7 separate regions of the Mus musculus genome follow, and regions 1, 2, 3, 4, 6 and 7 are each linked to region 5. Evidence: chromatin contacts called from public Hi-C, HiChIP or PLAC-seq, Micro-C and promoter capture Hi-C data. All regions are on one chromosome and are shown on one strand. Each heading gives the region's core, a stretch centred on a gene start, on an enhancer-like site or on the middle of the called end of the contact. The rest is flanking DNA. Distances are from core to core; before and after follow the strand shown. Region 1 overlaps Gm46478 (a long non-coding RNA gene). Region 2 holds the start of Pibf1 (progesterone immunomodulatory binding factor 1). Region 3 has its middle 67 kb from the start of Gm41228. Region 4 has its middle 180 kb from the start of Gm23276. Region 5 holds the start of Dach1 (dachshund family transcription factor 1). Region 6 has its middle 210 kb from the start of Gm23276. Region 7 holds the start of Bora (bora, aurora kinase A activator).

Evidence for each region. Promoter capture Hi-C pulls out the DNA fragments that hold promoters and counts their contacts. A called contact is a pair of places that touch in the nucleus more often than the background predicts. HiChIP or PLAC-seq counts read pairs in DNA pulled down with a chosen protein or histone mark.
Region 1: a Hi-C map of uterus shows a contact between it and region 5, with 4 times the contacts expected there. The contact joins the enhancer-like site here to the promoter of Dach1 in region 5. A contact is called at or near these places in 10 of 39 promoter capture datasets (the 3T3-L1 cell line, the HPC-7 cell line, embryonic stem cells and 5 more), 2 of 484 Hi-C or Micro-C datasets (the HPC-7 cell line and uterus) and 9 of 115 datasets of contacts at active chromatin or transcription factors (bone marrow-derived macrophages, embryonic forebrain, embryonic hindbrain and 5 more).
Region 2: a contact with region 5 is called in a Micro-C map of embryonic stem cells, with 7 times the contacts expected there. The contact joins the promoter of Pibf1 here to the promoter of Dach1 in region 5. A contact is called at or near these places in 3 of 39 promoter capture datasets (the HPC-7 cell line, hematopoietic stem and progenitor cells and hippocampal neurons), 3 of 484 Hi-C or Micro-C datasets (embryonic stem cells and hematopoietic stem and progenitor cells), 1 of 115 datasets of contacts at active chromatin or transcription factors (embryonic stem cells) and 1 of 9 other capture datasets (adipose tissue).
Region 3: an H3K4me3 HiChIP or PLAC-seq map of embryonic limb bud shows a contact between it and region 5, with 5 times the contacts expected there. The contact joins the enhancer-like site here to the promoter of Dach1 in region 5. A contact is called at or near these places in 7 of 39 promoter capture datasets (the 3T3-L1 cell line, the C10 cell line, HPC-7-derived erythroid cells and 2 more) and 10 of 115 datasets of contacts at active chromatin or transcription factors (bone marrow-derived macrophages, a colorectal cancer cell line, embryonic forebrain and 6 more).
Region 4: a promoter capture Hi-C map of second pharyngeal arch cranial neural crest shows a contact between it and region 5, with 4 times the contacts expected there. The contact joins the enhancer-like site here to the promoter of Dach1 in region 5. A contact is called at or near these places in 7 of 39 promoter capture datasets (the 3T3-L1 cell line, embryonic stem cells, hippocampal neurons and 3 more) and 3 of 115 datasets of contacts at active chromatin or transcription factors (embryonic forebrain, embryonic hindbrain and embryonic midbrain).
Region 6: an H3K27ac HiChIP or PLAC-seq map of embryonic stem cells shows a contact between it and region 5, with 4 times the contacts expected there. The contact joins the enhancer-like site here to the promoter of Dach1 in region 5. A contact is called at or near these places in 6 of 39 promoter capture datasets (cranial neural crest, frontonasal cranial neural crest, hippocampal neurons and 3 more), 13 of 484 Hi-C or Micro-C datasets (the AML12 cell line, the HPC-7 cell line, brain and 9 more), 16 of 115 datasets of contacts at active chromatin or transcription factors (bone marrow-derived macrophages, craniofacial prominence, differentiating embryonic stem cells and 10 more) and 3 of 9 other capture datasets (embryonic stem cells, embryonic tail and embryonic trunk).
Region 7: a contact with region 5 is called in a Hi-C map of hematopoietic stem and progenitor cells, with 4 times the contacts expected there. The contact joins the promoter of Bora here to the promoter of Dach1 in region 5. A contact is called at or near these places in 13 of 39 promoter capture datasets (the 3T3-L1 cell line, the HPC-7 cell line, cranial neural crest and 6 more), 8 of 484 Hi-C or Micro-C datasets (LSK cells, embryonic stem cells, erythroblasts and 4 more), 14 of 115 datasets of contacts at active chromatin or transcription factors (acute myeloid leukemia, astrocytes, bone marrow-derived macrophages and 10 more) and 3 of 9 other capture datasets (adipose tissue, embryonic tail and macrophages).

Annotation. Positions count from the first base shown.
Region 1 is chr14:98,861,330-98,865,156 of GRCm38.p6, reverse strand. It overlaps Gm46478 (a long non-coding RNA gene), which reads left to right. Exons shown (of 3, transcript XR_001781409.1): 3 at 1,158-3,501. Among named protein-coding and RNA genes, the nearest start is that of Gm46478, 10 kb to the left of the region's middle. Within about 2 kb of position 1,291, at least 10 of the 459 cell types and tissues checked have an H3K27ac peak or open chromatin away from gene starts, as enhancers often do. A contact at or near this core is called in liver and uterus, where this site is marked.
Region 2 is chr14:99,097,574-99,101,538 of GRCm38.p6, reverse strand. Pibf1 (progesterone immunomodulatory binding factor 1) reads right to left here and starts at 2,115. Exons shown (of 18, transcript NM_029320.3): 1 at 1,410-2,115; 2 at 238-510. The coding sequence starts at 489. Dis3 (DIS3 homolog, exosome endoribonuclease and 3'-5' exoribonuclease) reads left to right here and starts at 1,769. Exons shown (of 21, transcript NM_028315.2): 1 at 1,769-2,093; 2 at 2,699-2,856; 3 at 3,761-3,954. The coding sequence starts at 1,866.
Region 3 is chr14:98,970,348-98,974,122 of GRCm38.p6, reverse strand. No RefSeq gene overlaps it. Among named protein-coding and RNA genes, the nearest start is that of Gm41228, 67 kb to the right of the region's middle. Within about 2 kb of position 1,977, at least 12 of the 459 cell types and tissues checked have an H3K27ac peak or open chromatin away from gene starts, as enhancers often do. A contact at or near this core is called in embryonic limb bud, where this site is marked.
Region 4 is chr14:97,510,129-97,513,611 of GRCm38.p6, reverse strand. No RefSeq gene overlaps it. Among named protein-coding and RNA genes, the nearest start is that of Gm23276, 180 kb to the right of the region's middle. Within about 2 kb of position 2,116, at least 6 of the 459 cell types and tissues checked have an H3K27ac peak or open chromatin away from gene starts, as enhancers often do. A contact at or near this core is called in second pharyngeal arch cranial neural crest, where this site is marked.
Region 5 is chr14:98,168,174-98,172,058 of GRCm38.p6, reverse strand. Dach1 (dachshund family transcription factor 1) reads left to right here and starts at 2,294. Exons shown (of 12, transcript NM_007826.3): 1 at 2,294-3,576. The coding sequence starts at 2,750. It overlaps Gm33583 (a long non-coding RNA gene), which reads right to left and starts at 2,155. Exons shown (of 2, transcript XR_003951195.1): 1 at 2,093-2,155.
Region 6 is chr14:97,543,283-97,546,714 of GRCm38.p6, reverse strand. No RefSeq gene overlaps it. Among named protein-coding and RNA genes, the nearest start is that of Gm23276, 210 kb to the right of the region's middle. Within about 2 kb of position 1,819, at least 15 of the 459 cell types and tissues checked have an H3K27ac peak or open chromatin away from gene starts, as enhancers often do. A contact at or near this core is called in differentiating embryonic stem cells, embryonic stem cells and stem cell-derived epiblast-like cells, where this site is marked.
Region 7 is chr14:99,043,791-99,047,718 of GRCm38.p6, reverse strand. Bora (bora, aurora kinase A activator) reads right to left here and starts at 1,342. Exons shown (of 12, transcript NM_175265.5): 1 at 1,039-1,342; 2 at 251-418. The coding sequence starts at 403. Mzt1 (mitotic spindle organizing protein 1) reads left to right here and starts at 1,583. Exons shown (of 3, transcript NM_175245.4): 1 at 1,583-1,725. The coding sequence starts at 1,656.

The sequences.
Region 1 (3,827 bases), core at 42-2,541, 690 kb before region 5:
CGCCTGCCTCTGCCTCCTGAGTGCTGGGATTAAAGGCGTGCGCCACCCCGTCCGGCGTGATTTTTTTTTTTTTTTTTATTTTTGTGAGTAGACCTCGGAATTTATGAGCGAATTGTATTCAAGTCGAGCTTAAAGGGAAACACATGAATTCAAATATCTTTTCTACAGACCACACTATGTGCACATTTTATACACAGGATAAGATACACACTTATACACACTGACAGGATGTAGGTAAACACGTGTTCCTTTGCTATGTCCTGGACACTATGACTCTGCTTGCTCTCTTGCCCTTCTTACCTACTGTTCCACTCAATTGTTAGCTCTCTAGAACTGTTTTAACTAATTTGAGACTTTATTATGAGCTCATATGACCCTGATCAGGAGCTATAAAACCTGCTTGTTGACTCTCTTTGATTTTGCTCTAGGCAATCGGCTTCTTCAAGATAGGGTTGTATCTTAATTAGGAACTTGGTATAGAGCAGAGTTGACCCATGACTGTCACTCTCCAAGTGACATGGAGTGCAGACAGCACTTTGCAGAAGACATTATTGGTGCCCCCAGTTCACCTTTGAGCTGCAACTGTTACCTCTCCTGAGTATAGATTGCAAGGTACAACGCAGTAGATGCACAAAAGAAAGTCAGAGTAAGGTCTCTAGGGACTGTCTAACAAACAGTTGTTGGATAACTTAGAACTGGATCTGTGGAGATTACTGTGAGATAGAGTTTTAAATGTTGTCCCTGAGTTTTGAGAGACGGGCAAGAGCCTCAGTCAGGCAGAATAGCTTCAGGTAGCGATTTCTCTGTGCTGTGTTGAGCACTTACAATTTTGTCATGATTATTCTATCCCCTTTTAAGTCTTCTACTGGGCAAGTGGGGCCATTAATCTTGAACTCCCAGGCTCTTGCAATCTGATGGCCACCAGCCATTGCGCTGTGTGGTTTTTCCCATTTCAACACTCTGAGGCCGTTTCTGGCACTTGTATAACATTTACAGAGAAATAGTTAAAATTTAACTGATATTTGGGGAAACCTCTTGTTAGCAAGGGTTGTTTATGCAAAAACTCTATCTCATAACGAATCTCCAGCCTTTTTGAAGACTAAGAACTTAAAAGCGAGCACTTGAGCTGAATTCATATGTCTCTGTCTTTGTTTTAGCTGATCTTGGCGAATACCTCACAAACAACCCGAGACGGAAATGAAGTTCCACTCGGAAGGCAGTCACAATTCAGCGATCTTATCCCAGGCATGCCTCCTCTTGGCGTCTATGCCACAGACTCTGGGAAGCAGTTTACACATTTACTCCTGTGCTTTTTAAGGAGCTTTTATGATCTGCCAAGTGGACAAATGTCAACAGGCTTTAAGGATCGGTTTACCAGGATTTCTGTCTCTTGTGAACAGATTACTGTAGCTTCGAATAAAGCACGCGTAAGCAAGCCCCAGGGTCTTGAAGGAAAATGCAGTACCCACCAGACTGGTTTGAGCAGGAGTTCTAGCACAGGTGCCTCCTGTCACCGTAATTCCTGAAAAGCTAACACTTTCCTGCCATTCAAATGTTATGGAAAGGTCCCCACAGCGCCTTTCTGTACTGCCTGTGTGCAGGCAGGTAAGAAGGGGGCTAGGTATTAGCACTCATGGGCTTGTGGCTCTTGTAGGTATAGTGGTTCCCATATGTTCCTGCTATGCTTTCTGGTGGACTTGTAAATGGCACTGATCCTGGAGACCTTGAACTTGTCAGTCTAGTCTCAGGACGGCATCAATTCTCCGAACCAAGTAGCAGAAGTGGAGTTATCAACGGCTAGTGGGAATTGGGCTGAACATCTCTGTAAAGCCTCTAGATTTCCAGCTTGCTCTTCTTTGTAAGAAGAAAAACAATGTCACATCATGACAAGTGTGTCATTTCGTTTCTATGTTGTGGAAGTCCGTGAGCTTCGAGTCTGGTCCTTCTTGATTTTACTCTTCAAGTGATGAGAGAGAAGATGGGCTCTCTTTCTTCTTCTGCCTTTTCTCACAACGATACTCCTGACTCAGCCACTAGAATAGGGACCAGACACCCATTCCTATTTGGAAGAATGGACAAAGAAGAAACCAAAGGGACTCAGGCTCACCCTGCCTCTGCCCAGAGCTACCATTAGAACTAGCAGGCAGATTGTCTCTGTGTCTGTTTATCAGCCCAGGACTATTGGGATTACCAGGCTAGTTCAACTATTTATTCTCTTCCCAGCATTGAGTGCTGGGTTAAAATGTGCCCAGAAACCCACAGCTCTCTATGTGGGTTCAGCTTCACCCATCTATGTAATGTAGCTTTGTGTCCATAATTACATCTTCTATGCTCTCGCTTTCTAATTTTAAAGAAATAACGCAATTTCTGTTTAGAAACAGAGTACAAATGTGAAAAGAGTCCCCTTCCTAAGTTTGTTAGAAAGGTGCATTTAGAAGCATACAAAAACCTCACCCAGAACCTAGAACACAGGCTTCCCACTCATAAAACCCCTGCAGGCTCCTTTCCCATCTGAGGGAACACAGGATAGCAGTTCCTGCCTGTGTGGGCCGCTGACAACTCCCACTGACTCTTTCAAAGCACATTCTAAACCCTGCTGGACTTGCCCCAGACATATGACATGGCTGATCAGGCTGAACTGTAGCTTTCAGCTCTGCCTTCAATCGGTTCCCCTGTGTAGACATTCTGTGTGATACCAACCCTCCACTTAAGGGAGAAAGAGGCTGTTTGGGCATGGGTATTATTTCCTTAAATGCAGAATAGAACGGCAGCAGCAGGATATTTCAGTGAAATATCTCCTTTGAACTGTCCTATTCATTTGCTCTTTTATGAATTCACAGCTAGGGGTTTCCAGCGGATCCATTTGATTGCTCTCATGTACAGAGTGTAGAGACAGCAAAGAGGGGATTCCTGTAGATTCTTAACTTATTAACAAAGGCTGCTATGACTGTGGCAAGCCCCCAAACTGACAGCCAGTTTCAGTCCTTTGTAGGGGTTAAGAGAGGTGGACAAGCTGGGAGAGAGGAGTAGGAAGTTTTAATAGAGACACCGAATCTGCAGAGCGAAGGATCAGGAAGCACTAGGGGGAAGAGAGGCATCACTCAGAGACTGGAAGACCTTGGCTCATCCTGCAGATCCCTGTTAGAGTGAATGCTCTGAGTTCTGAGAATCCGCTGCTTCTCTTATGCCCCGAGTCCAAGCTTCAGGATACCTCAGGCTTGGGGTGGTCAACTCTGTGCTTGTGAGCATACCTCATAACTTACTTTGTGGTTATTTTAATTTGTTAAAAGGCCACACATGACAATACTGATGCCTATACATCAGCAGGATTGTTTTGAGGTTGTCCCTTCTAAATGGAGGGCTGTAAAATAAACAATGCCCTTATCAACACTTGTTTTCAGTGGGAATCTCTAATAGGATATTCTTAATTTCACATGGTGGGGGATTTTGGAGATAGAAATGAAAAAACAACAAAAAAGCCTGGAGAGATGGCTCAGCAGTTAAGAGAACTGACTGCTCTTCTAGAGGTCCTGAGTTCTAATCCCAGTAACAACGTGGCAGCTCACAACCATCTGTAATGAGATCTGATGCCTTCTTATGGTGTGTCTGAAGACAGCTACATTGTACTCATACATTAAATAAATAATTCTTTAAAAAAATGAAAAAAATTGTGTGTGTTTATGTGTACATAACATAGAGGTTGACATAACATTAGATGTTTTCCATAATCTCTTCCAATTAATTTATTTTTAAATTTATTTTTTTATTTTTAAATGTGTGTGTTCACATGAGTGCAGGTGCCTATGGAGTGCAGGAGAGGGGAAGAT
Region 2 (3,965 bases), core at 866-3,365, 930 kb before region 5:
TATATATTTTTGTTTGTTTGTTTGTTTTGTTTTTTCGTTTTTGAGACAGAAAAATCACATAGTCTGGCTATCCTAGACCTCCCCATGTAAATCAGGATGGCCTAGAATTCAGAGCAATGGGCCTGCCTCTGCTTCCAAGGGCTGGGATTAAAGGCATGTGCAGCCGCACCCGGCCTATACACCAACTTATCTTTCCTTTTCAGTTTCAAGAGAATAACAGTTTGCATCTGACCTTACCTTTGTAAGATAATCCATTTTCAAGTTGTCGATCATCATGTTTTTCTGGGATAGCTCGATTTTCAGTAACTGAATATTATGAAGTATCTCTTTTCTTTCGATTAACTGCCTGGTGATTTTGACTTTACCTTCTCGCTCCTCTGATGATGAGACATCATCTGTATGAATGGTTGTTTCCAAACTAATATCTTCAGACTCCAGAGAACTAGAGATATTTACTTTTTTTGGTTCCTTGGCAATTTTGCGAGACATTTTATTATTTGAATCAATCTTCTGTAGAATAAAAAGAAATAAAGTTAAATATACAAAAAAAAAAAAACCTACTACAGGGCATACAGAGCATTAAAGAGACACCAAGGATCGCCTAGATCATTAGGTATTGGAAGGTCCCAAATGTAAGCCAGATTAGTGTTCAAATCAAACAGACTCACTAAATCCTATCATGAACTCACCCATTGTCCTGTGTGTGTGTGTGTGTCTCGGGGCAAGAATCTTACTTGAAGGTAACAGATAAATAAAGTCATGTAAAATAGAAAGGATAGCCCTATAATACTAAGTTTCAAACTCAAGGAGAGGTTGATTTTTGTCACTGAAGGTCCTCACAGAAGTAGTATTGAAATCTGGACACAGAGAGAAAAATGTTGGTATGTCGGTGGAGGGTTTATAAAGCAAGACTTACATGCCAGGTTTAGTTTTACAGTTAAGGCATCACCGAAAAATTTGAAAACAGGCTCAGAGTGCGACAAAAGCATTTTTAAATAACTTGAAAAACCTAAAGAGGTTAGAAGGGTACAAACTCGAATATTCTGAATAGCACATTTTAGCCTTCACAAGGCTTTTTGTAACTCCCTTGTTTAAATACGACACGATTTAGTAAAATAGTTATAGAACTAGCTATTTCAGTTTCTCTAAGAGGAACGCTAAAGAAGGAGGTCTGTGTGGTGGGGGGGAACAGGAAGAGCTTCAGTACAATCCGCCTCTTTCCTTTTTAAAGGGAAAGGATTGGGGGGGAAAAAAAGTAAAATAAGAAAACAAATCCTTGCGTGAGTTACCAAGGACCAGGGACCGGCTTCTCCCTCTTTGATTAAGAAATCCGTACATTCTAAACTTCCTACATTTTAGCATCTCTGCGCCGCGTGAGAAAGAAAGGGAAAAGGATTCCTGGAAGCTACCTCTCAATGGTCAGTAACTCCGCATATAAGGATAACACCAGCTTCACCCGGACTCTTGGAAGAACCAATGGCGTCTTCAGTCAGCAGCTCAGGCTGCCACCCCTCAACAGGTATCTCGGGGCTACCGGACCGTTAGGATCGGTCACCAAGACAACCACACGCCGTGCCCCAGAAGAAGTCGGAAGAACCTGGGGTGCGCAGGTACCCAAGCTCACTCCTTCCCGGAAGCCAGTCGGAAGCGGTGCAGGCTGGGAGCTGTAGTCCAGAGGAAAGCCCCGCCCACCGGCGGGAGGAAACAACCAACACTCGCCCAATCACCGCGACCGTCGGGGAACGAACGCGCCTTCGTGTTTTCTCGCGAGAGTGACCTCACCAGCCAGCGGGCAAAAGCGGGAATGCGCGTGGCCGCGCCTCGGTTTCTTAGCTGACGGCCGGGATCCCACGCCGCGAGGCGAGATGCTCAGGTCCAAGACGTTCTTGAAGAAGACCCGCGCGGGCGGCGTGGTGAAGATCGTGCGCGAGCACTACCTGCGGGATGACATCGGCTGCGGCGCGCCGGCTTGCTCGGCCTGCGGCGGGGCGCACGCGGGCCCGGCCCTGGAGCTGCAGCCCCGGGACCAGGCGAGCAGCCTCTGCCCGTGGCCGCACTACCTTCTGCCGGACACCAATGTGCTGCTGCACCAGGTGCGTGGACGCGGGGCCGCGTGGTGACGAGGGGGCGTGGCAGACAGGGACGCTGGGGACCGGGGAGGCGGGTCTTGGGATGTTGGATGGAGAGAGGCAAGTACCGTGGCTACCCTCGCTCGCATCCTGCCATCCAGGCTGAGGTACCGTTCCCTGATGTCACTTTATTTATTTATATATATATATTTTTTTTCGGTTCTTGGAGTCTTATTTTTAGACACGTTACATTTTCTAACCCCTGGTGTCTCTTCTACTTTAGATTATAAGTGCCTGGAAGCCGGGGACCTGGGCTTCTGTGGCCTCCAGATTGCGACCCCCAGGCAGCTTGTAAGTGCCTACGAACAAAAAATTGTGTGGGCCAGCATAATTTACTTATTAATAGCTCTGGTATTGCAAACTCTGTGGTCCGATTATGGGTGCTTGTCATCGTCTCAGGCCTACAGGGTCCCCCCTTAGTGACTTTGTCAAGTTTTTTCTGCAGCCAAGTACCACTTTGGCCTAACGGAGAGTCAGTGTTTTAAACTGTCACAAGAATTCAGGCTGGGCAGAGAGTTCAAGGTAGAACTGAAAACGGGGGAGTTAACATTTGGCTTTGGTTTTTTAAGATTGATGTCCTCGAACACCCGGCCATCAGAAATGTCATTGTGCTACAAACAGTGATGCAAGAAGTGAGAAACCGGAGCGCCCCCATCTACAAGCGAATCAGGGATGTGACCAATAACCAGGAAAAGCATTTCTATACCTTCACTAATGAGCACCATAAGTAAGTATCACAAAACCACAGGGCTACCTAAATTTAACAGACTTCTTGGAAAGGAATTTATCAAACACAGGCTGTAGCTTCCTGTGCTGCTTGGTGGTTACCTGGTTGTGTGGAAGACAGTGCTACCTACATAGGCTCATCTAAGGTCGCAGTGTTAGTGAGGTCACACCCTAAACCAGGATCTAGCCGCTAAAGTCGTCCTTTTACTTCTGAAATGCTCCCTTTAAGTTGTCTATTGAGTTGAATGGTTGATTCTTTGGCGATAAGAACCATCTACACTCCTGTAATCCCATATTATGTGAGTGACAAATATATAGGAGAAAAATGTGGGAGTTTGTGATTAATAAGCTTTATCTTACATCTGATTTATTGAAATTAAATTTCTAAACATAATGAGCTGCCTGTTATATTAAACAGTAGATAATATGTATCTATGATGCTTAAAGTCACTTTCTCAGCTTTGACATTATTAACATTTTGAACTGAGTATTTTGTTGTATGAAATTTTCTTATGCATCGTAGGTGCTTTGCAACCTGCTTATGCCAAGTATGTGCAAATAGCACTCTCCTGTCAGTTCCAAGTTTCCTGAACCGGAATGTTCAGGAACATGGAACTTGGAACTAAGTTCCGCAGGAACTAAATGCACACACACACACACATACACACACACACACACACACACACAGACACACAAACATACACACTCCTAGAGAGGAGGAGGAGGGGGTGGGGGAGAGAGACAGACAAGACAGACAGATAGATAGATAGTCAGTGTGTCCACCTGTGGGCTGCTCATTCATTGTGCCTCCTTAAACTCCAGTGGCTGTGGAACATTTATGTCCCAGAAGTTTTGACCCCACTGGCTAGCTTTTGTTTTGTGTTTCCTGTCGCTTTTACATTTAGAGAAACCTACATCGAGCAAGAGCAGGGAGAGAATGCCAATGACAGGAATGACAGAGCCATCCGAGTCGCAGCGAAGTGGTACAACGAGCACCTGAAGAGGGTGGCAGCAGACAGTCAGCTGCAAGTTATCCTGATAACCAATGACAGGAAGAACAAAGAGAAAGCTGTGCAAGAGGGGATACCAGCCTTCACGTGTAGGTCTGAG
Region 3 (3,775 bases), core at 728-3,227, 800 kb before region 5:
AAAGTAAGCAGTAGACAGATAAATATGCCTGAAAGATGAAAAAAATGCAACAAGTACAAAAAAATTAAAGTATGATTTTAAAGAAAATATTAAAAAAAGAGAAAAAAAGAAAATATCAGCTGTTCAGAAATAGCCTTTTAAATATAGGTTTTATAAGTTTTTTAGCTTATTTTTTCTCCTTTCTAAATTAGTGATGTTTGATGTTCCCAAAACTGTCTTTAGATTTCTATAGCTAGTAATGGCTCTTGTCTATCCACTGGCGTGCTGAGATTTCTCTCTATAAATTTCAGGGTCTTCTCCCTCTGGGAAGATTGCTCATGGTTTCCCGAGTGTCAGGGAGGATTTTTGCTTGTTAGCTCTTAGCTTTAGAGGACTTAGTACTCGGAATTTTGTATTGCTCACCTCTTGGGTAATAGATAGAGAAGTAATATTCAAAGATCATATAGTATAGAAATCATTTGGCAATTGAGTAAAAGTTTATTAATTTAGAATACATAAGAGAACAGCAAATCTGTCTTAATGAATAGCTGCAACACAGACGCTTCCAGCTGAAATGCAGTTTTAATGTCTCACAGACAGCATTTATAATAAACTAAGCCACAAACAGATGATTTATAAAATCATGTAAGTTAATGAAAATATGTCTTTAATGTACTATATAGTAATGAACCAAAATACATCTTTCCATAACTTCTGAAGTACATTAAAAGAACCGTACCGTTTACGCACTTTCAGTTTACAGGAGCTACTGCTAATATGCACAGACAAAGAAACTATTTCATTAATTTTGCTAAATTAGAATCACATGATTCTCATTAGAAGGTCACAAATAACAAGGACATAGGATTATACTATTTAAGCAGCTTTTTGGTTACACAAAAGATATTAAGTTGTGATTCATTTTGAGAAATCACAGGATACCCCTTTTCTCATTAAAATGACTTTGAAATAAGAAAAAAGGATTATTAAAATTGACGGATAAGCTGAGACTGCAGGCGACAGCACAGGCACTCATTTCACCATTTTGGAGTATACTAGTGATTAATGTTGGAAAAGTACATGGATTCCAAGCTTTTCATGTAAAACTTGAATAATTACTATTTCTCAACCTGTCTATAACACTGTACACACATTGCCTACTGCTGTAACTGTGGATGCTCTCTTAGTGAGCTTCAGAACAAATATTGCTGTCCAGAGTCTAGTAGTACCAGAAAGTGGAGGCAGGAGCTGATGCAGAGGCCATGGAGAAGTGCTGCCAACTGACTTGCTTCCTCTGGCTTGCTTAGAACCCAGGACTTCCAGCCTAGGAATGGCACCACCCACAATGGGCTGGGCCCTCCCTTATTGATCACTAATTGAGAAAATGCCCAACAGCTGGGGCATCTCACAGGGGTGGGGGTGGGGCATTTCCACAACCGAGGCCTCTTTCTCTGTGATGATTCCAGCTGTGTCAAGCTGACACACAAATCCAGCTGGTACAGTGTAATTCTTCTAGGATATTAAACAGTCTATAGACTAGTCATTGCAAGTGCTGTGAACTGTTGAGTCCCACGCAACTGAAAGCTTCTATTGTTTTAACTGACAAAAAAGAAAAGAAAGAAGCAACTTCATTTGGCTTAATCTAATGCTTCACCAGAAATCATGAATTTGTCTTCTGCACAGAATTCGGGTCAGCTCGCTAACTTGAAATCCCCAAAGGTAGAGTCAAAGTGAATTTCTATCCATTATTTTAATGGGACAGACACAGCAGTGCTGCCTCTGTAGTTCACCAAGGCAGCATCCCAATTACAGCCGTAAACGGTGTACAGTATTAAGGAAACAAGGATGAAGTCGTAGCAATGTTTCACACTTCATATTTGCTCCTGGTAATCCTCTGACCTCCCTTACATTAATACTGAGTTGAGGTAGGAGGGACTCTGTCAGGCAGGCTCACTCCTCTGCTCCACAAAAGCAAGGGAGTGTTAATCAGCTGTGGGCGGGGTGGGTCTCAGGGCAAGCCTTCGATGGCCAGTCAGAGCTCATCTAGAAAGAAAGCCCAGGCAGTTCCAGCCGGATTCCTTTTAATGTCACAGTTCATTTGCAGAACCATAACTGGAATCAAGAATTAAAAAGCCTTGTATAAAAGTCAGTAACATTAAACCTTTAAGACTCATGTTTCATGTGTCATAAAAAGTCTATGAAAGGATTTTATATTCTGTACAGTGTTTTAGCACTTTCAATCACTTTTTTTTCCAACATAACTTTTGTGAACACTTTTATAGCCTCTAAATGAAAAACTAAACTACGTGTCATTCAAAAAAAAAAAAACGTTTTATGGATCACAGAATTTAATAAAAGTTCTGCACCATAACAAGTGCCTGATAAACCTTTATTAAAATTCATTAAAAACATTGAAAAATATTTTAACAGAAATTAGACCTCATGTTTGGTAAACAGGCAAATCAGTCATCAAAGAAGTGTACTTGTTTATCACATATGCAGATTCTGTGGAGGTGAAGAAAGGAATTCAGGAATAAATCTGCAGCTCAACGCTAGGAAAGTATTTCTTTGTGTTTGATGAGACTAATCTGCTTAGTTTCTGGTTTGCAAAAATCTTTAATAAGTATGAAATACATAGTAGAGTTCATATGGATGCAAAATATATAGAAAATATTTTTGAAAATATATAATATTTTAGTGTTTAGTAAAATTAGTGTTTCCTTATATTGTAACTCACTAGAGCAACTGTCCTCCTACTGTAGTTCTTAGGGTCTGGAAAACAGGGAAAGATTTTTCTAGCATAATTAGGAATTAAGGGGGCTGGAAAGATGGCTCAATGGTTAAGAACACCGACTGTTCTTCTGAAGGTCCTGAGTTCAAATCCCAGCAACCATGTGGTTGCTTACAACCATCTGTAATGAGATCTGACACCCTTTTCTGGAGTGTCTGAAGACAGCTACAGTGTACTTACATATAATAAATAAGTAAATCTTTTTAAAAGAAGGAATTAAGGCTCCTAACTATATTTTCTTTTTACATTTATAGAGTAAGATATATTTAAAGGCTGTAGAACATTGACAAATCATAAATTTATTTTATATGTACGTATTTATATTGTACATATTTTTATATGTATGTATTTTACATGTATTTTATATGTACCTTTTCTAATAGTGATGCAAATACAGAAAATACTCAAGAATCTACAGAACAAGTAAGTATATATATTCAAACATATACTACATTGACTTAATTCCAGACATGCAGATATTGGTATCTTTAAATATACTCCTACAGTGACTTAATTCCAGACATGCAGATATTGGTATGTTTAAACATACCCCTACATGAACTTCCTTCCAGACATGCAGATATTGGTAAATTTATGCACATAAGAGAAAATTTTGTAGTTTTTTGGGGGTGAGTTATTTGTTATCTTTGCAGTCACAATGTTTTCAAGGTGTGCACATGATTGCTCTATAGATCAGAAAACCTCTAAGTGGGAGATAACCTTAGATTTCATCCATACTAGTTCCACAGATAACCATGGATTTCTATCTTAGCTCCTGCCAACACAGTGAACATGCACGTCTGAACACAGCTCTCTGCTGTGGCTCTGTTTGTGGGGCCCTTCATTCTAGACACAAACATGTCTAGTTAAAATTCCTATGACTAAACCCTTACCCGATTAAAGAATTGGTATGGCTAAGAGTTTAGTTAGCAGATGGTAGATGAATTGCCACATTTTGTAGATGTTAGGTAATTATTCTCAGGCTCTGGACAAGACTAAAGACTT
Region 4 (3,483 bases), core at 867-3,366, 660 kb after region 5:
AAGATTATGCTGAAAGGACCCTGATATAGCTGTCTCTTGTCAGAGTATGCCTGGGCCTAGCAAACATAGAAGTGGATGCTCACAGTCGGCTATTGGATGGATCACATGGCCCCCAATGAAGGAGCTAGAGAAAGTACCAAAGAAGCTAAAGGGATCTGCAACCCTATAGGTGGAACAACATTATGAACTAACCAGTACCCCGGAGCTCTTGACTCTAGCTGCATATGCATCAAAAGATGGCCTAGTCGGCCATCACTGGAAAGAGAGGCCCATTGGACACGCAAACTTTATATGCCCCAGTACAGGGGAACGCCAGGGCCATAAAAGGGGAGTGGGTGGGTAGGGGAGAGGGGGTGGGTGGCTATGGGGGACTTTTGGTATACCATTGCAAATGTAAATGAGCGAAATACCTAATAAAAAATGGAAAAAAAAATGACAGGGGAAATAAAAAGAAAATGGAAATATGTGGAGAGATGGGTATACCGTGGGATAAACTGTGACATACTACAGCTTCCACGATGAGATATATTTTTATGTATTTCTTTGTTTTGTATACTTTTTTTTAAAATTTTCATTTTATGGGGAGGTTCCAAATGTCGAGGACAGACGTGAGGTGACAGGGAGATGGGTGGGACTGGGGTACATGATGTGAAACTCAGAAAGAATCAATAAAAAATTGAAAAAAAATGTCTAGCACTTGAATTTAAATTATATTGTGAAAATAAAACTCCTATAACTATGATATTAAATATAAAGTTAGTGCTTTAAATATCAAATGAAAAATTTCTCTTTTTATAAAGTGGAATATTTAATGAATCTCCAAAGAATCATAGGATTCACCACAAAGGAAAAATATAGTTACTCTAGGAAAAAAAAATGGAAACCCCTTGAACTAAAGGGTTAAATATGGCATCAGTAATATCAAGAAAACTCAACATCAGGTGTGATACATTTTACCATGTACATGTGACTTTTCTGCCTATATACGTTATAATTTATCCTAATTACTAAAATAATTCATAAATTATTCTAATTACAAAAAAATAACAAACCTCTGCACAATCCATTGCATGAAATGACTGGCTGAAATCTTCAAAAGTTTCAAAATCATGAAACTTTATGGTTACCATGAAGCCATGTCCAGATTTAAGGAAAGTACAAAACTTGACAATGAAGTGCACTGCCAGATGCTGTGTTAGAAACACATCTGGAGAAAAGAATGATAGTAAAACAATCAGTAAGATCACATTTTTATGTGGAATGCAGGTTATAAAAGAATTTTACCAAATTGTATATCCCAATTTTATAAATGATATATAGGCTTAAAAATATATCCTTTGTATTAGAAAATTAACATGCTAAATTTAATGCTTTTTAAAAAACTATACAGATAAATAGTACTGAATGACTTAGCTAAAATATATACAAAATGGAAGACAAAACTTTAAAATACTTGTAGGACATTTTCTCAAATTTGTGATTATATGAAAAAGAATGATACTCCCAAATAAAAATTATGTTTAAGAAACATTCATTTTTATCATTCAGGTACTATTAAAGCATTATCAGGAAAAGTGTTAAAATATTGAGAAACCACTGAATGTTTAATTAACTCACTTCATTTTATTTTCAGAAAAAATATGTGGTTTGAAGATAATGGTTCAAATATTAAAGAATTGGAGTATAATTTTACTTGCTTCTAAAAGACAGGTAAGAATATTTTACAAGCTTTGTTTGTGATATTTTCTCTTTTACTTATTTTGTTTCAAAGAGCAAATAACTAGCTTCCTAGTAAATTAGTTATGAGTCAAGGTGAATTCAAACCAGATGTTTTGAGAGTTTAATTCCACCTCTAAATTTCTGCTAGAGAATATCTAAGATCTAATGATCAGCCAAAAATGTCCATTCAAGACTAAGCATTCATGGGTCAGTCTCTAAGCTAAGTGTTTATTTTCTAACTGCTTTTCAGGGAAGTTTGGTTAAAAGACTTGGCACACGGCTCTTCAGTTTAATTTTCAGCCTGACAGAAATGCTGGCCTCAGTGTGTGTATGTGTGTAATTTAGTTGCTGTGCTCCTGGAAGTCTATGGAAGATTAATGAATGGTGAGGCTCAGTGGCAGTTGTGAGGGGATGCAGGATAGAAGAAACCAGCCACCATCTGTTCAGAATGTCTTTTGTAGTGCTTTTAAGGAAAACAGTTATCAGCAGGAGACAAAGGCAAACAATGGCTTTAAATATTAATGTTTCTGTTGTTGCAAATACTGCAATTGTATGCCTGGAATTTTAACACATAAGTATCCATATATAACATTGCAAATCTCATTGTATATTCGAACCAATTTTCCAAAACAGGATGTTGCAATAATTTTATTATCTTGCTAATATTTTCTCCTAAGAAAAATATTCAAGATATAATATATGGTAAACTTAGAAAACTCAGCAAGTAATCTATTTCTTTAGTAGGAAACTCCATTATCATAATCATGTTTACCACAGTCTGAAACAATTTGTACAATAATCATTAATTACACTTTCATATTCCATTATTTCACATTTGAATTCAATTATTTACAAAAGTTATATTCTGTAATTGAATGGTATCTGTTATTGAAACTCATTCAGAAAAAAAAATCTACACTATAACTTTAATGAAAAAGAAATCACCCAAAGACTTTGAGAAATGATTCTGCAACCATGATTCTGAACTTGGATCTGATATACTGAATTTCTCATTAATTCCCAAGGATTGCTGATGATATTGACTACCAGACTCCAGTTTAGTTCATAATCATGGAGCCCCATTCTTATGTTCCCTTTGATGTAAATAAGAAGTGGAGGGAATCAACTATAAATGTTAAAGATATGATTACTACTTGACTTTAGTTTTCTACTTAGTTCTTTGCAAGAGTCTCAAGAATGCAATTACCATGGCTGTACATCACAATATGTTTGCCTGTTTTTGTCCCAAGGCCAATGAGTATTAATTTAGCATATATCTGGTGAGGAGATTTTTTTTTCATCTCATATATAAAATGTACTCATGGTCTATGTCCCTGGATTTCCACTTTGTATTCGTGTAAAATGAAGCAAGAATTTCAGGATGCCTGCCTATAAGAAGACATGGTTAGAGGATTAATAATAAAGTTAGCTTGATAATATTCAATTCATGTGCACATGTTCTGGGAAATTTAACTTCATATCAACTAATCAAAACACAAATGAAAATAAAACATTAATTTTTCAATGAAAATAAAACACTAATTTTCCTCTTATTTTTTGTTTTTGCAGTAACATAATGAATGTTACTTGAAGGCCCTGCATTAAATGCCATTGAACAGTGGGGCCCATCGTTTAATAATTGTGGAGGAGCTATAATTCTAATAAATGTGGGTTAACGGCCAGTCATACTGCCCACCATATCAAGAATGCATTCATCAGATTATATCTCCAAAGGCAAAGGAAATGTGCAACAATAAGGAAAAC
Region 5 (3,885 bases), core at 1,045-3,544:
TCAGAAACCTGAGGTGGGGGGAGGGGAGGAGTCACATATAGGTACAGGGGCTTTGCTTCTAAGTGAAGCCCGTGCATGGAGCCCTTGTTTCCCTGCAGAACATTTGAAGTTGGCTGGAAGCAGGGTGGAATTATAGCTATGCATCACTGCTTCTCTTCCTGTTTGTTGCTTCTTCAGAGTGTGGCAGATTTTGGATGAGTGATAGTTTAAGGAAACATAAGAATGAGAATGGTAAGGTCAGGCTTTGCCCACTTATAACTGGCCGTTTCTATTTGTGGTACCAATAATTGAAACATTCCATAATTTACCATTTAAAAAGCACACTAGATTTTATTGAAGTTAGGAATGGCATTCACAAATAAATTAGTTTTTTTTTCTTTTAGAGTTTAGCACTTTCCACAGTGTTGTATTTCACAAATGCAGCAATTTGACATTTTAAAAATTGGCAATATTTCTAAAATATATTTTGATATTTGTGGTATATACTGAATCTATGCTTTTAGTTAAGAATAGGTTTGATGATTCAAAAATTATTAAACCTCACCTCATTATAACACACTGGGGCAAACAGCTGTGAAAGCTTCATCTATCTTTGTAGAAGTTTATATACTTTTATTCAATTTTTAAAAAATTCTTACACTGTAAGAAAGCCTTCCAATGCAAGTATTGTGCCTCAAAGTTTAGCATAAAAGAGTAATAAGACAATAGTGTCATATTTCACTTTAACGGATTCCTATATACTTAGACAATAAACTTCAGAGTTCAGTGGATTTAAAAAGATAAAGACAAAAGTGATAATTTCAATACCTAAATGGCAAAAATAACATCCTAACATTTCTCAAATCAACAAGCCTGTTATAATAGTTTATTTCTTAAATCTGTCATATGCTGCCTCCTCACATCTTATGAAATCTTTAGACATGTGTAGACAGGTTCAATGCCTAACTACTCCAGATTCCTAGAGATATAAGCAACAAACACACAGGACCTATGCTCAAATTCTATGCTGGTCAAACATCCCGGAAAAAACATCGCTGTGCAACAAGTTAGAGAAGACAGGAGGAGAAAATGAGTGTCTTACTCCCCTCATGCAGCCCCAAACCACTATTCCCTTCTGCCTTCTGTGTTTACAAGTCAACCAGGAGGCTTAGTTTCTATTTCATTCTTTACAAACACATTCTCACTGAGAAAGCAAAAACGAAGTTCCCAAAACATAGCAGGACTTTCCAAATATGAAAGGAACCCAATAATTATTGTGTGACTTAAATAACACACTTTCGACTCTCCTCGGGTACTGAAGGAGAAATGAGAGTTGATTACTGTGCAAGACCAGGTGAATTAATTAGAGTTTTGGGTAAGAAACATCAGTGTGTTTTTGTATTCTACTTTCTAATCTTCAAGGACAGCTGATCTCTTTAGAAATTTCTAGATAAAGAAGTCATCCCTGACCAATCTCTGGAGGTGAAAGGGAAGTTGTTTTAATCCACTGTATCCCTGTCTACTAGGATCAGGAGCACCCATTATTCTTAAGTGACTTTCTTCCCGCAGCTTGAAAACTCTTCTTTATCTTTATATAAACATTTTTGATATAGAAAAAAAACCCGTCAGATACACAAAATAGTCCACACTGCTTACATGTGAATTTTCCTATAATAATAATAATAATAATAATAATAATAATAATAATAATAATAATAATAATAATAATTGCCCAACAGTCATGAGCTGGGGATGTTTCCTTTTGTAACTGCTTGCACAAATGCCCCGCGCGCGCGTGTGTGTGTGTGTGTGTGTGTGTGTGTGTGAACCTAAATCCTTGAAGGTGAGCTGGCAGCGGCACCGCCGCTCTTTCAGTCATGAGGCGTTTGCTCAGAACCTTTTTGGGGTGGGTGGGTGGGTGGGAGCTAAGAGTCTTCTCCTTCAAAGCCACAGAGGAGGTGGCAGGGGATGTAACGGTAGCAGCGCGAGAGAAGTAGATGACCAGCTTTCTCTCCCTCTCTCTGAGCACCACTCTTGGGCCCCGGCTTTTCTAGGGCTTTCCTCCCACCCTTTTCCTCCGTACCCTCCCCCCCCACTCCCGTTTTCTACCCACCCCCTTTCCTCGGTCTCGCGCTCTTGGAGTCTGTGCTCCGAGTTCCTGGTTGGATAATTTGGGTTAATACTAGTGAGTGAGGTTTTCGCGGCTTCAAAGGGTATTTCAAGTATCCGGAGCTCCTCCCCTCCGCACCGTGTGACAACAACAACTCGTCCAGCCGGCAGCCTGCACTTTCAGCTCATTTTCTCTCTGTCATTCCCCTCTCAATCTTTGATCAATGTACTTGCCAGGGAGAACCCAAGTCCCTCAACCCTCCTCCTTTTCACCTTCATCCTTAACTTTGTGCTAGAGCGGGACCCACACACCACCAGCCGACCCTCCCCGCCCCACCCCCGCCTCTCCCCCCCCAAGAGCAGCCCGCGATCCCAGCCCCGAGAGAGGACTCGCATTTCGACTTGCGGGACACTTTTGTGCGTTTCTCTCTCGAGCGCCTCTCGCGCTCGCCCCTCCTGCGCTCGCTCTTTCTTAACCTCACCTCCTTTTTCTCCTCTTCTCTCCCTCTCTCCAACTAAGGTTCCTTCCTAGAGTGCTTGTTGTCTCTGCCCCCCCCCCCACCTCGATCCTTGTCCCCCTTTCTCCCCCTTCCCCTTTGGGGGGTGTGTGGCAACTTTTCCCCCTCGCTTCTCCTCCTTCTGTTTCCCCTTATATGTGACCATGGCAGTGCCGGCGGCTTTGATCCCTCCGACCCAGCTGGTCCCCCCTCAACCCCCGATCTCTACTTCTGCTTCCTCCTCGGGCACCACCACCTCCACCTCCTCGGCGACCTCGTCTCCGGCTCCATCCATCGGACCCCCGGCGTCGTCTGGGCCAACTCTGTTCCGGCCGGAGCCCATTGCCTCTTCTGCTTCTTCTTCAGCCGCGGCCACAGTCACCTCTCCTGGTGGCGGCGGCGGCGGCAGCGGAGGCGGCGGTGGCAGCGGCGGCAACGGAGGCGGCGGCGGGAGCAACTGCAACCCCAGCCTGGCGGCCGGGAGCAGCGGCGGCGGCGTTAGCGCTGGCGGCGGCGGCGCCTCCAGCACCCCCATCACCGCGAGCACCGGCAGCAGCAGCAGTAGCAGCAGCAGCAGCAGCAGTAGCAGCAGCAGCAGCAGTAGCAGCAGCAGCAGCAGTAGCAGCAGCAGCTGCGGCCCCCTCCCTGGGAAACCCGTGTACTCAACCCCGTCCCCAGTGGAAAACACCCCCCAGAATAATGAGTGCAAAATGGTGGATCTGAGAGGGGCCAAAGTGGCTTCCTTTACGGTGGAGGGCTGCGAGCTGATCTGCCTGCCCCAGGCTTTCGACCTGTTCCTGAAGCACTTGGTGGGGGGCTTGCACACCGTCTACACCAAGCTGAAGCGGTTGGAGATCACGCCGGTGGTGTGCAATGTGGAACAGGTTCGCATCCTGAGGGGACTGGGGGCCATCCAGCCCGGAGTGAACCGCTGCAAACTCATCTCCAGGAAGGACTTCGAGACCCTCTACAATGACTGCACCAACGCCAGGTAAAGAGCGGAGGGGAAACCTTCTGTCGCCCTGGTCCTTTCCCACCCTCCTCCTCGCCCTTCCCCTGCTCCCTTCCCGGCGCCGCCCGCTCAGCGCGTCCGCGAGCTGCGCGCCCTGGCGAGCACGGCCCTCTCCTGTCGGTCCCCGGGGCTAGTCTCCTTCGCCCGACCTCCTGGGCAAGTTCGCACTGCTCGCGGCCTGATCCGTGCCGGCCGGGTGTTCCTGATGCTTCCTAGGGCATTCGGGCTAGGCTGCCGCTGAGCTTGGGATGCAGAGTGGGGAACCAGAGGAAGGTGCCTTCCCAGGAG
Region 6 (3,432 bases), core at 570-3,069, 620 kb after region 5:
CTCAACTGCCCATCTCTTGTCACCAAGTGAAGTGTCCAGTAAAAAGGTTTGGTTACATTTAATTGATTTGTTGGACACAAAAGTCCAATGAGAATTCTGAAGCAACCTAGGCTAGTGTAAAGGCAGTAAGTACTCTCTGCAGATTGACACAAGCCCCTGTCACTGCACAGAACACCTACACAAGCCACTGACATTTGAGAGTCAAGCTGGCTTCTATCTACATCTTTCACCCCTGCTGTGTAACCTCTTTGGTACAAGAAGTACGTTTTAAGCTAACAAAGGAGCAAAATGCACACCAACCCAGTCACAGATCCTTTGAATTACAATGGTGTTCTTCCTGCTTGATATTCTAGTGCAATGGAGGCACAGTTTGTGCGAGTAACCGAGCAATATCTGATTTGACTGAAGGCCCACTCCCCTACATGGAACCCTTACCCGGCACTGCTTATGTGTCCAAGAACCTGAGTCTAGATAGCCCAGGGAACTAGGAAAAAACAAATACTACTCTTCTAAGACAAAGTTGAAACTACAACAAAACAAAAATTGTAGCAATAAAATCATTGTTAGTTATGTTCTGCTATAGTCATAGATCAGTGTCTTGTTCAGTCATAATCAGAGAAGTTTCCTCCTTCAGCAAGTGGGAACAAATGCAGAAACCCATAACTACATATCATTTAGAGTAAGAAACCTTGAAATACCAAGTTTTAAAAGGCATGTCTACTTGTCTTCATTAGATTTCCTTTTGCTATGAATAACTTAATTAATCTGTTCTGAACTCCCAGTGATTGTACTTCTTGCCTCATGCCAGAGTGAATGAAACCACACACACACACACACACACACACACACACACACACACACCTTTATATTTTGATATGCTTTGACTAGCTCAATAGCAGGATACTTCCAAACCTCCCCGTGGCTAGCACACTTTCCCCCCTCCAGTATTCCTGAGTACCGGGTACTTTCTAAATCTTCATTTTATCTTTGCTGCCCTGTTTCCTTCTGGGCAGCCTTCCCATGGAGCTGCTTTTCCATTGCACCTATACTGCTGGATGATCCCTCTCCTGCAGCTCTTAAATCTGATCTCTCTATTTCCGCATCATGGAAATTCTGTTGCTTCTCACCTCTGCCTTTCTTGCCTGGGAATCCTAAAAGTCCCACCTCTTTCATCCTGCCCAGCCATTGGCCACTGGCTCTTTATTGTTTAATCAAAAACCAATTGGGAACAGGGACCCTCAGCCTCTGGACTTGAAGATTTCCCGAGTAATTTCAGGAGCTGGATTAAGAGAAATCATTAGAACCAATCCCCAACACCAAAGAAACTTTTTTTTTTTTTTTTTTTTTGAGATAGGGTTTCTCTGTGTAGCCCTGGCTGTCCTGGAACTCACTCTGTAGACCAGGCTGGCCTCAAACTCAGAAATCCACCTGCCTCTGCCTCCCAAGTGCTAGGATTAAAGGCATGAGCCACCATGCCTGGCCCCAAAGAAACTCTAATAAAGGGAAACATTTAATTGGTGCTAGCGTATAGTAGGAAGAATGGCACCATCCATGCAGACATGGTGCTGGAGAAGGAACTGAGAGCTCTACATCTTGATCAGCAGGCAGCTGAAGGGGACTGTATGTCACACTGGGCATACCTTGAGTAGAGGAATCTTTAGACCCTGTCTTCACAGTTACACATTTCCTCTTAAAAGGCCACACCTACGACAACAGGATGAATTTACCAAACTGCCACTCCCTATGTGCCAAACTGTTGCGGATTGCTGTTTGTATTTTGATGTTAATTCTGCTCCCAAAAAAGGCATGCCCTGACAAGGAGTAGATCAAGTTCTCAGGTGATTTCCCTTGTAATCTTAATTGATCAAATAAAGGGTAGAGTCTGTGAATGGGCAGTGGAAGATAAAAAAAAAGCAAGTAGCTAGGGATTTCATAGTTGGGCAATAGAGTAGTGTAGTGGCATATCTGCCCAATCTAGGCATGCAAATTGTAAATATATTAACTGAGTTGTGGGTTCTTTGCACGGGCATATTGGGGTGGAAGATTTACCAGTATAAATCTGGCTGGTATAAATATAAATGTTTAGTGTTTTCCTTCCATGGGGCTCAAGGGAGTCACCACGGGAGATGGCCTGACGAATGGGGGAGAGAGCTTTAAGCTTTCCAGGAAAAACTGGTTTGGTCAGCTCAGCAAGTCAGCCTAGGGAGTCAGGGCCAGCAGACTGCTTAGAGATAGCCATGGGGGATGGGTGAGAGCACCCTTGCTGGCACATAGCTGGATTTAGCATGAGCTTTTAAAATTACACGCTACATCAAGCTGATGGTCCATGTCCACTCTGCTGCTGGACATGATCTCTAGAGAAGGCTGAATGTGGGGAATTTGAATGTGCTTAACCCACGCTGCCCGGGGGGCCCGGGCAGGTGCCTTGCTATAGGGAAGCACCAAGACACTGCTCTGGGTGGGAAAGGGCAGTCCAAGATATGAGAAAGCTGGAGCTGGCTTGGGGGTTCCCAGGGCTGTGGGGTTCTTAGACTCATACATCCAGACACTCCTGGGAGTCGAGGAAGAGCTGAGAATGGAGTTCGGGGCAGATGGATGGAGACAGCTGCTAGCATAAGTCCGGGAAGGAAAAGGGGTCCTCTGGCTTGTCCCAGAGGTGATTGTCCTTAGCTTGGTGGAGGCAGGCTTGATGGCAATTGTGACTGGGAATGTAGAGAGGCCTTCTACTGGAGAATTAGACTGTGGCTCAGTAGGTGAATGCCTTCTTGATGAAAAAGACAGTCCATGGTTGTAAACAGTCCATGGTAAAAGAATGGAAACACAACATACCAAACCCACTTCTCAGGGTAGACCTAAGAATAAATACCTTTTACAGGGAGGAATGTCCAGGAAGAGAAGCTTGTTGCCCAATCCCTCTGGGCCTCTAGGTATCTCATTAGCTTGGAGAATTCTGGTTTGGGCCTACTTGATCAGAGAACACGTTTCTTTATAAGAGGAGTGTAGAAAGTGTTCCGGGCCTAGAGTCTGGCAGGGAGCTGGGAGTCACCTAAGCCCCAGATGTTTGCTCAACAAGTCTCCAGGTTTTGACCTGCTGTACCTTACCAAATTTCCTGGCATGGTTTCACCCTCCAACACCACACATTCAAACACAGGAGTTTATGGAACTCATACTATTTAAACCACTACATTCTACCACTTACCCTGCCCCAACCCGTAGGACCTAAACAACAGGGTTCTCGAGAGAAGGGAGCTGCAAATCAAATTTGGGATCAGGAGCCTTGAAGGAAGGAGACAAGACAAAAATTCCGGTTCAAGTCTCATTTACTCTTGGGAAATGGAGGGTTTTTAAAGATGAAAACCACAGTGGTATTTGCTCAGGTACATAGGCCAAAACAGTGGTGCTAGGCAACACATTAACATCAAAGGAATGTC
Region 7 (3,928 bases), core at 93-2,592, 880 kb before region 5:
CTGTCTTTGGTCTGAGGTATATATGAGTAGCTCAGCTGTGACCAGCTAACTTGTAAAGCCTGTGTGCTGTTTCTGTGCTGGTGTGGGCAGTTCCTGGATGTCGACCTCCTGCATAAGAGCGCTCAGATCATGTCTGCTCAAAGAACCATTACAAGATTAGGTGCCATCTTCTTCTTGTATTTACACTTAAAATTATTTGTAGTTACTTTCACTTAAAATCACTTGTAAACACTAGGCAAGAGAAACTTACTGGTAGTTTTGTGGACTTAAAGATAGAAGGACTAGCAAGGGTTTGTTCATGGAGATTAGAATAATCACTGGGACTTTCAAAGGGATTTAAAACAGGGATCCTTCCTGGAGTTTCTGGTGTTATTTGCATTTTTAATTCGCTGACATCTCCCATAGCCCAGGAAGCAAACTAGAAAGAAATCAAAAGTACACATATTAAAATTACTGAATATCATAGATATTAATCCCGACAAAATACATTCAACATCTCACTCCAAATCGAATCCTCTTGGGGTTAAGTTTCTATGGTTTACAAAGGAGAATCAGCCCTGCACGTTTTCTCAGATGATCCGGAGCCGAGCCTTGGGAGCTGGGGAAGGTACGGCAATGCTCCTATCACTTTTTCAGAGGAAGCAACGCATGCACGGAAGTTATGCGGCATATATGAAGCAGCCAACCGGTTATGAGTGGGCTCTGGTCCAATCTGATTACACCAAAAATAAGTGCCTTTCCAACCAAACGACTTCTATTTATCGTTTTCCTTATTCATCATCTCAAGACAAAACCGTACGAACACCGTCCGGATACCCAAGTAATTCCACACAGAACTGCAATTTTTACTACTGGCACGTTAGTCCTCACTTGAACAGGGTGAGTGACAGGCTGGACCCAGGTGGGGATTTAAACTACTTTTCCTAAAGAGCACTCCCCCTCCGGGATCCAAAGGCACGCTGCATTCCTTCCAAAGAGGGTTACAGCCAGAAGGGAGATGGGGGCGGGGGTGAAGAAGAAGAAAAGAAAAGAATTTACTTTTGTAAGATCAAAGTTGAGCGGGCTCCCTCGGAAACAGCAGAGACGTCACTTCCAGCGACCATTCAGTGTCCAGGCGCCCTCTCTCTCTGCTCCCCTTCACACCTAGGCGAGCTCACAGGTACGTCTGGGGCCAGGAAACCAGAGCGGTCCACCTCGAAGCAGGAGTCCAGGCCTGGGGCCACGGAGAACGTACCTACACTCGTGGGCAACGTGGAAGTTCTAGCATCACCCTGCAGATGCCCACGCCAGGCGCCGACTCTTTAACTCCCTCCGTGCTCTCCGGCCAACCAGGGCGCGGGGCGGGGAGAGGTCACCGGCCAATCGCGTCCCACCGCCGTCCGCGAACCAGCCAATGGCGTCGAGGCGGCCGGGTGAATTCGAACGCTAACTCCTCGCTCTACGTTCCGCGCAAGGGAACGAGGCTCCAAATTCAAATCAACGCGGTCCGGCGTCGGCGCTCGGCGCTCGGCGCGAGGGGGCGTGGCCCGGGCGGCGGGGGCGTGGCCTGGGCGGTGCGAGCGCCGCCGCGCGGTGTGTGGGCGGGGCCGAGCGGCGGCGGGCGCTCCAGTTCCGGGTCAGGCCTTCTCCCACCGGGGCGGGGGCCTCTCCTCTCCATGGCGAGCGGTAGCGGCCCGGGCGCGGCGGCCTCGGCCAACCTGAACGCGGTGAGGGAGACCATGGACGGTGAGTGCGCGTCGTTCTCGTCTGACCGGGCCTGCGCTTCCCGGCGCCGAGCCCCCGGATGGAGGCGTCGTAGAGGGCCCCACGGTCCCCGCGTCGGCCTCGGCGGTATCCTGCGAGGGGACGGGGAAGGGGACCCGCCGCGACCTCGAAGCTGGCGGCCCCAGAGCTCCGGTCTTCCGCTGCGGCGGAGTTTGGCGCGCGCGGGGCGTTCCAGGCCTCGCGACCGCTGCCTGCGAGCCCATCCTGGGGCCACGCGACCCGCCAAGTGTCTGGCGCCTGCTCGTGTCTGGCGCGTGCTCGTGGCCTGGGGACCCGGGGCGAAAGGGGTCGTGGACCTTTTTGTCCACGCGGTGAGCTCAGTTCCGGGGCCCAGGCGTTTCAGTAACGGGTTATTTGTTTCCAGTGATTGAGCACCACTCCCCGTCACCATCTCCCACTCCTTAGATCGGGCGACACGGGTGACCGCGGTTGTGGGTGTGTCCGCGCCCGCTGCCTGATAGGTAGAGCGCACCCAGAGGTACAGAAATAAGTCTCAGAGTTCCCTTCTCTCTGCTATGGTTCTGCAGCTTTGTCCCTCTCGGACCCAACACTTAGAAAGTAACTATTATTCGTAAACAATAAAATAAAGTTGTAGCTCCGGGTATTTAAAATAAGACAGCCAGGTAAAGTGTGTGTCAAGTGATCGGTTTTATTTGCTTTTTCTTTTGCGTTAGCAAGCATCTTTCTTTGTCTTAATTTTACACGTTTCCATCTACGTGTGGTTCTACATGTCTGTTTTGGCAGTGGCTTTGATGGTTTCCAGAGGTTACCCCCTCAACATCTTTCTCAAAAGATAACCTTACGCTTTGCAGTGGTTTTCCCCACCTAATTGTTTGCCACATTGTTCTTTTTCTGTCTCCAGCCTGTCTTTTTTTTTTTTCTTTTTTCTTTCATCTTAGATGTTCCACGGCTTATTGTTTTGTAAAAATAAATGTATGTACACAAGGGTACCGTTGTGGTTTTTAGGTTGTGTTGTTCTGAGATAAGACTCTTGCCTGTGTAGCCTAGAGTGACCTCAAGTTCCTGAGCTTCTCTTTTTGCCTCTGGAGCGTCCATGGGGTGCTGGGTGCACCAGTGTGTGTTGTGAGTAGTGTCTGAAGAGAACTGGTTAAGTTGGTGGGCCTGCTGTGAGGGCTAAGGCTTTGCATCCCAACCTTTTGTGAGAGAACGTGTTGTAAAGTAAAAAGTACACAGTATAAAAACATTTAAGAAGTTTGTTTGCTTTTTTAACGAAGTAAGAGTATGTGTGAGGTTTTAGCCCATTTAAGTCATTGTAAAAGAACCAGCATGAAATTTTCAGTTTGGATCTTCCTTTGATAGCAGTTTTTCTTGAAGCTCAAATTTTTTTCTCCTTATCATTTTGCTCATTTCAGGTTACTAACAGTGACTTTAAGCTTTTCCTGTCAGTGGTTGCTAGGTTAGTGGGACTCACCTGTAAAGTGTTCTTTTCAATTTCGAGGGCAAGCAGGTATGTAACTTTGCACATGTTGTGGGAGGAATATGATTTTTCCCAGCCGTACACTCACAAACAAGACAAGGAAGTCTCTATCGATGGAAGAGAGGTTTTCCCTATACGACAGGAGCAGGAGGGAACCACGGTGGGGTTTTGAGGCTTTTGAGGAAGCGCATTGCTCTGCAGAAATGCACCATCTGCCATCCCAGGATGGAGAAGCACCCGCTGTGTGGGGAGCTAAGATGCTTCTATTAACCTTTGTCCTGAGAACTTGGGTCGGATTGAGAGGTGTCAAGGAGCTTGTGACCAGGAAGAGCTTCCCATCTGCATCCAAATGTCACAAAGTACAAAAGGAGAAAAGAGAAAGGCGTTATACGTAATGGTTATGAAATCTAATGGCGGCAGGATACCTGGTGAGCCCATGCCAAAGTGTCCCCCTGAGAAATCACACCATGCAGCAGATCTGGTATAAAGGGGGTTTGTTTGGGGGACAGGAGAGGAGTGAGGGCCTGGAGAAGGGGTAGTTGGACATATAAGCAGGCGCGCAGGTGGGAGTAGAGCCATGAGGACAGAGAAGCCGTAGCAGAGGACAGGAAAGGAGAAGGAGACGGCAAGAGAGAAACACAGAGTAAGAGAGACTGAAAACATAAGAGAACAGAGAGTGACTGGAGTGGAGCACAGTGCACAGAGCCTGAGTTAACACAGTCACCA